Linked DNA regions of Rattus norvegicus: region 1 is linked to region 2. The links are chromatin contacts, called in public Hi-C maps. All regions are on one chromosome and are shown on one strand. The core of a region is the stretch at or near the end of the contact, and the rest is flanking DNA. Distances in the headings are between cores, read along the strand shown. Region 1 has its middle 600 kb from the start of Elobl8. Region 2 overlaps Zeb2 (zinc finger E-box binding homeobox 2).

Region 1 (4,016 bases), core at 548-3,047, 1.4 Mb before region 2:
GATCCCTGCCTCAACAATGAAGCAATTGTTTCCTGTCTCCACTTTGCAACTGCAGCCTCTTTTGCTTCTTTCTGGTTGCATGTTCTATTTATTTTAATGTATACCTTTGTGTAAAGCCTGTCTCCGAGTGGCTAGATACCCAGTTGATATGTGGCCTTCGCGGGGGAAAAGGGAGTGCAGCCCATTCCCATGACATCCTGAGGCTTTGTAGAGCCAAAAAAACCTTCTCAGGAACACCTAATCCTTGGGCTCCATCCAAGTACCACAATCTCTCTGTACAACTGACATGGGCCACGTGGGACCCTTGAGAGTTTTAGGTGTGTCTCTCTGAAGTCAGCCTCGGCCAAGCATGAGGCAAATGTGCCCGACCAAAGAAAATAAATTATGTGGACTCCAATTTTCAGCAGTTATGAAGTATTGAATTACACACGCAAAGAATTCGCCTTGGGATTAACCCTTTGGAATCGAAACACAATCTTCTCCCTGTGTCTACAAGGGAGCATGCTATGTGTAAGGCCTGCCTTTTCAAACACACAGGTTATGGCAGCAAAGACAGAGGATCTCAGGCATAGGACACATACTTGGTAAACTGTCTGTGAGACAGGCACAGGGTGTGTGTCAAGGGCTCCGCTCCGTCTCAGAATCTCTTTGTCTTTCTGTGGTTTAAATAAACTGTGTAAACTTGGGAGGTGCAGAGTACATCCACCTTTAGCATTTAATCAGAATGTTTTGGAATATTTCACACAGCCTGAAACCGCTTTCGTGCTCAGATTAGGGAAGTGTTTAAGAGCCTCTGTTAACTTGAGTGAAATCAGCAGTACAAAGCTCTTGAAATGGCATTTGTCCTCCATGACTCAGGAGCAATAGAAAAAGACATCCTGCCCTGCCCTGCCCTGTCAAGAATTCCTGGTCCCCACAACCCACTGAAGCTGTTAGTACATGCTGTGGCTGCAACTTAACACATAAACCCTGTCGCACAAAAACAAAACACTGTTTATTTCCCCTTCAGAGCGATTTATTTACCAAATGACCAGAGAAAGCAAATATCCAACAATAACAGGAAGAAATCAATCTTGAAGAACTTAAAAAAAAACTTTAACAAAGTTAACTTTTCCGTAAGCCCTGGGTCTGAAGTACAAGAAGCAGGATTTACAGAAATATGCATCCAGCCACTCCCTCTGAGGCTCAACTCCAAAGAGTGTGAGCTACAGGAAGGACACCACATTTAGGGACAAGCAAATTATGTCTCCTTACTGCTCTGTCACTTTCCTTCCTTCCATGCACTCTTGGAAGAAAACAAAACTGTGCAATGATATCCCCAGTGGACACCATGGAAGCCATCCAGTTGCCTCATTTTAACCAGTGAAGAAATGGGGGTTGGCAAAGGTTCCAAGAGTAACTATGAGCCTCAGAGCCAGGAGAAAAAGCCTCCCGACTCCCTGTGTAAGTGGAGGTTTCCAAACCAAATCTCTAATTAGAGAAACATGTACTTCTTCAGGTCTCTGGTGCTTGTGTTTGTTACAGCAATGCTATCTGTCCTTTTAAAATACTTGCTATTTGTGCTGCGTGGGACATTCTTTAGTGCCTGTAAAGTTTGGCTAAGATGTTTTGCTTATGTGTGCGTGTGTGCGCGTGCGCGCGCGCGCGTGCATGCGTGCGTGCGTGTGTGTGTGTGTGTGTGTGTGTGTGTGTGTGTGTTTCTGTGTTTGAGAAAGACAGGAGCAGAAATAGATTATGAGAATCAGAGAGCAATAGAGACAGGAAAAAGATGAAGAAGTTTCTGACATCATGTGGTCATTGGGTGGAGTAAATAATAAAAGTAATTGCTAAGCACTGTGCAGTCAGACTGCTGTGTACAGTTAAATCAGGATGAGCTGAACTTTCAAATGTCACGAGGTCTTTATTTTCAACAGGTGGCGTTCAAAAACACAAAAGAGCAGCTCCCGAGAATGGCTTGCTTGTTCTAAGTGTAAGGGAGTGTTAGTGTGGGCTTTCTCATGCTTCGGAAACCTGGGCTGCTGAAAAGCATTACTTCCTGCTCGTTATTATCTGAAGGCCCGCTTACTTACTGAGAGCACTTGCTCACTGCAGATCTGCTGGAGAAGCCTTCTCCTACTTCTAGTGGTTGTGAATTAATGAGAGCTTCTACTTTTAAAAACATAGCATAAAAAAACTGCTAGAAGGTGGAAAGTCAAGTTCCAGTGCTAATGGACAAATACTGGGTGAACAGAAAACCGAAACGAGGAAGAAGGTAGTGTCAAGTCAAACCTGCTTACTGCATCCTACGTGACTTGACTGGACTGCCCAGTCCTTGTCAGATCCACAGCCATTTATTTAAGCAGAGAAGAAGGAACTTTCTGTTGGAATGTGCCCCGGTTGCTTTATCAATTGCAATAGGAAAAGCATTGCAAGAAAGATTTTATAATTCCCAGTTTTTAAAATTATCATTGCCATCAGGACAGAGTGTGTGGTTAGAGGTCAAAGTGGGGGTGAAAGCAGCCTCGCTAGCAAGAAATTGGTTTGTTCAGGCTATTTCTTTGTGCCTACAAAATCATCCTATGAGAAGTACTTAGTCTAGGGAATGAGAAGGCGAGAAGACGGCTCTGGCTGTAAAGTGACTGCTGCGTAAGCAGAGTGGTTTGGGTTTAGATCCCTAGTGTCCATTTAAGAAGGTAAGCTCAGCAGTATACACACCTATAATACCAGTGACCCGGAAGAGATCAGAGAGAGATTCCTCAGGCTTTGCTGTAGCAGGATCAGTGGGTCGTGGGTTCAATCAGAGACCCCTCCTCAAAGCTAAGAGATGGAAGGACTGAGGGGACAGCTGAGATTAGGAGTTATCTTTTGCTTACATGCTTATGCACCCCTTAATACCCAAGTACATGCAGAGGAACATGTCCCCATACAATCAAATTTCAAAATAAAAGCATAAGGAATCATTCCACGTCAACCTTAGATTTTATGAATCTAAGCCCTTTACACATAAATGGGGCATTTCTCCTCATTGTAATGCTATTTCTCCTTAACTTAAGGTGAGACCCAGACACTTGTAATGATTACAGGGCTGACTCGATTTCCAGGGCATAGAAGTTAGAACTCACAGCCTTACAGAATTTCTGAAATAATTGCTTTAATTCTGTGACAATTTGAATCCTGTCCCATGTGCGGAATAAGTGGTTTAATAAATTGGTACTTTTAAATATTCAGGATATGAGGCACTTAGACACTTGCCCACAGTGAGGAATTCAATGTGATCTCACTCTTCTCTCCAAAAACTCCCTGTAAAAGTGAGTCCTTCAGAGGTGGCCTTTGGAGGGATGCTCGACTAAGCAAGGTTTAAATGGCTGACGCAAAAGTCTTCATAAAAATCAAAGACAGGTTTTTGGAATACTAAGTTCCCAGCTCTGCTTCAGTGCTTTATAAAATGGGCCAGATGTCAGATTCATCTAATTTAAATTTTGATGCATAAGTTTTAAAAATAATTCAATTTCAAGTAGCTAAAAAAAACCTCCATCCAAGGGATGCACTGCTTGGTACGGTGCATGTGGGTGGCTGAGGTGAAGCACTGACCTTTCATCATTAAAAATAAGCACGGTGTTCGTTTATGTTTCTTCTGTTTGCACACACGATACAAATAGTTGTCAGAAATTGTTAGGGGAATTCACAAGAAAAGGTAAAGGTATTTTGATCATAACCAAGAGTAGTTATAATCTAAAGGTGGATGAGGAGAAGAAACTCGTCTGCAGATGACTCATGAAAGCAAGACTCACTAAGGAAACTTCTGTAATGTTTAGGTCAGACTTGTTTCTAAGTTTCAATGTGTGTAAGGAGAATAAAGACAAACAGAGTATTGATCAGGAGAGAGCTGCAGCCTGTAACCTACATCTATCTTGACATAGTACAGCCTAAAGAGTAAATGACATGACATGAGACCAATACTCAGTAAAGGCTGAGATATGTGTTGCTATCCGTAACAAAGCATGGTACAGTCACAAAATACACACAAGGTTCTACTA
Region 2 (4,008 bases), core at 1,200-3,699:
AAAATGTCCATGTTCCCGGTCACCTGCATACACACTGCTGCTCCAGCTTTGAGAGTAAGTTAATTCCTAGCTTCCCCCATTAAAGCTTTCGTAATCTGTAGAGCTCAGTGAATTACTGTGTTATCTTTGTTCATACTACCATAGAACGCCATCACCATCATACCCAGTCAATCTACTCTTTTCTTTCTTACTTTTTTTCTTGTTTTCTTCTTTCCTTCTTTCCTTGCTTCTTCCTTCTTTTCTCCTCTCTCTCTCTCTCTCTCTCTCTCTCTCTCTCTCTCTCTCTCTCTCTCTCTCTCCCCCCCCCTTGTGTTGTCCCAAAGGACAAGGTTAGCTCTGGTCTTCGCTTGCTGTTAAAACTTTCAATCAACACATGTTGAACAAATGGGAGCTTCCATTCCTTTACTCTTCTTATCTAAAATCCACAAGTTTATAATAATGTGAACCAAAGGGGAAAAAAAAAAAGAAAAGAAAATTAACTAACCTACTAACCTGCTCGAACATTGTCACATCACAACTTGCCAAGGATGCTTCCCATAAGGAGCCCTGTATGCTTCTTGTAGCAAAGACAATATGGTGGAGATCTAGTGGAGTCAGAGGGAACGGCTTTCAGACTATGGTACCATGAGTCTGCCATGCATTGTGCTAGTGCAAAAAGCACCAGCACCCATTAAGAATAACTAACAGTTGCTCTTCCGGCCCTGTGTTATGTGTAAGCTTTTATTTGGGATATGTAAGCCATCACTAATTTCAGAGATGTATCTAGAGACTTTAAGTGTACTGTGTCTTGCGACACAAATTGTTGAAATTGGTTCACAACAGTTGTTTCATAGAAAAATAATCATAACTTAAGAAGCTAAAATCATATAGAAATCCTGCTGCAGTTTTATCAGTGGGACTCCCTTACTTTTTTTAAATTTTATTTTTTATCAGCTGTGAACTTAATTCTAATTCCTTTTAACTATATGATGCTGATCAAGGTCAGGGTGAGAGAGAATGCTTCATTCTGTGAGTTTCTAGCAACGTCACACTGTTGCCTTTGTAGGGCTGTCTCTCCATTCACACCTGTCTCGGAAATCCCTAGACTTGACTAACTGTTCAAAGACAGCTTTTACTTAGCAGCAGATGCATCTGAAGGAATGTGAAGTTTCCTATACCTTAAGAAAATTAAATTTCCTTTTCTTGCGTGAGCCCTTTATTCAAGGGCTTATGGAAGGGCAGGAGAGGCTACACTATCTGCTGACCTCCTCAGAGTAGATTGTCAAGGTTTCCCTGTCACTGAGAGCTAAATTTACTTTTTTTTTAAAGACAAACGGAAGTTGCATGTAGTCCACGAAAGTATCTGCAAGTGTATGTTAGGTCACGTTCAGAGATTACTTTTTTTTTAGTTCACTTTTAAAAATTGTTAATAAATACATTTTAAATTTTCTTTCATTTGTATGTTAATTATACAGATGAACATTCTAAAAACAAATCTGCCCGCTTAAACAAAGTCAGCTCTTTTGTGTGTGTTATAAAAGTAAGCATTTAATCAGTATTTGGTCATCTTCCCTTCTGACAAGTGAGTTACCTTAAGTTTTACTAGTAACAAGCCGACCTTTGTTACTAACAGTGATCTAGAGGACTTGGTCACCCAGGAAAGAGGCCCTGAAAAGACGTTTCTTTTCTGCTTATGATTTCAGTTAAGAATGCAAATTGCACATCAGACTTTGAGGAATACTTTGCCAAAAGAAAACTGGAGGAAAGAGATGGCCACGCAGTCAGCATTGAAGAGTACCTTCAGCGAAGCGACACGGCCATTATTTACCCAGAAGCCCCTGAGGAGCTGTCTCGCCTTGGCACGCCAGAGGCCAATGGGCAAGAAGAAAATGGTAAGGCTGTAATTCATTTTTAGCCACGATACTGACCTCTGCAGCTGTTACAATTACAAATGCACTACATGCCTGGGTGTTTACCTTAAAATTTGAAGAACAGCTGCAGAAGCATGGAATTTCATGAGCAAAGATTAGAACTGTAATTTTAGGGTATTGTGAAATTTTTTTTGTCAGCAAATTTGTGTCATTTGTACATCCAATACAGAAGAAGAACAATTACAGCCCATTTCTAAGAGATAAAAATATCTAAATGTATTCCTATCTTTCAGAGATATTTTACTTTTGAGGAAAAAGAAAAAAAACTTAAGATCACCAACCCTCACCTTTTGTTCTCTGACACCTGAAAAATCTTCTCTCCTGTAAATTCCTGAGTTACATGTGAGTCTAGGGTTCAGAGGGACTGTCAGTCACCCGAAGGGAATTTCTTCATTTATCAGCTGTTTAAATCCCCCCTCCCCACAAATAAGCTCAAGTAATTAATTAATTTTCCAACGCAGTGTGAGCTGATTCGGACAAGCCTGCCCTGGGTGTTCAAGGGGCCTGGTTGTGAGGAGGCCGGGCACGCAATGATGGCGCTGTCCTGGAGCAGATTGCAGCGATTCCTGTCATAGCAGCCCGGGCAGCCAGCCCATTAGCTGCCATTGATTTACTGACCTTTTGGCCCGCTCCTCTCCCTCTCGCCTCTCGGCTACAGACCTGCCACCTGGAACTCCAGATGCTTTTGCCCAACTGCTGACCTGCCCCTACTGCGACCGCGGCTACAAGCGCTTGACATCGCTGAAGGAGCACATCAAGTACCGCCACGAGAAGAATGAAGAGAACTTTTCCTGCCCTCTTTGTAGCTACACGTTCGCCTACCGCACCCAGCTCGAAAGGCATATGGTGACGCACAAGCCAGGGACAGATCAGGTGGGGGTTGGTTCTAAGTGATTTCTTTCTATAATAACCCCTTAGAGAAACGATATTGCTTTGATTGGCAATCATTATTAATTTTTCATGGCATTTTGAAGATGCAGATCTTTTAATGGTAATAGCTTTAATTGAGGTCTAAATGATTTTTTGATGGTCTCTTCTAATATGATTTAATAGTCTTATGTTCACGATCGAATGAGTGTGTTAATTTCTAATTTAGAAATTTTATTTGCACTTTAACTTGACTTTAGTTTCATTTTTATGTTCCACAAAAAGTGAATGAAATTGTAGCATTTTAATTATACATTATTAAACATCTCAGCAATTTTAATTCCATTTTTCACCTAGTTTTGCATAGGCATTCTTTTCATATAGGACCTAACGCATAGTAAAAGGAGTGCGTATTTCTTTCATTTGTCAGGAAACACTTTGAAGTTACTTAGAATACTTGACAAGCTTACCAATTTGTGAAATATGTTTTTAGGAAGATAAAAAGGCCATATAGGTTATATGCATATATACATAATAAATTGGAAAAGTGTTAAATGATAAAAAAATGTGGTTATAATTAAAATAATTTCACCTCAGTATACATGCTTGTAGTTAAATGCCAAAATTGTTCTGCCTCTTTTAGCTTACTTGTTTTAAAGATAAGAACTCTGTCTTGGAAAGGTAAGGATGGTGTCTTAAATCCTTGAAATGACTGAGTAGGCTTGATTCACAGCATCTCTTAAATGTTTCAGCAAAACTGCTCTTTCTGTCCTCCTGGGAGAATTGACTGTGCAAATTGATATTATGATGTGTTGGGTGGTCACAGTAATGATGCTTCATAAGTCACAATAACTGGGCCTACAGATACAGAATTGCCCTAAATGAACTTTGATATCATATACTTTTTAAGTGGTTAAATATGGCCTTCTCTATAAAACTCCGATTTGTCCTCATAGGCTTTATTGTCTTTGAATAAGGAAAAGAAGACACAAACCCAATTAAGCAAGAATGGAAATACTGTGTTACAAATTTTTTTATGCTATTTAAGGCACTATATCACATTATCACACCATTTGTTTCCGATTGGACTTGTTCCTGGAATGTTTTCCAGAGATCAGCTATAAGTAATACACTTGTGCAGTTACACTTTTGTAACAGTTTACCTTCTCACGCTTCTGTGCACACACACACACACACACACACACACACACACACACAAAACCACTCTAGG

The links. Hi-C and Micro-C count contacts between places; a contact is called where the count stands out from the background.
Region 1: a Hi-C map of psoas muscle shows a contact between it and region 2, with 5 times the contacts expected there. The contact joins two enhancer-like sites.

The regions. Positions count from the first base shown.
Region 1 is chr3:51,059,037-51,063,052 of GRCr8, reverse strand. No RefSeq gene overlaps it. Among named protein-coding and RNA genes, the nearest start is that of Elobl8, 600 kb to the left of the region's middle. Within about 2 kb of position 1,797, at least 14 of the 93 cell types and tissues checked have an H3K27ac peak or open chromatin away from gene starts, as enhancers often do.
Region 2 is chr3:49,641,147-49,645,154 of GRCr8, reverse strand. Zeb2 (zinc finger E-box binding homeobox 2) reads left to right here. Exons shown (of 10, transcript NM_001033701.2): 5 at 1,683-1,871; 6 at 2,569-2,783. Among named protein-coding and RNA genes, the nearest start is that of Gtdc1, 72 kb to the right of the region's middle. Within about 2 kb of position 2,449, at least 5 of the 93 cell types and tissues checked have an H3K27ac peak or open chromatin away from gene starts, as enhancers often do.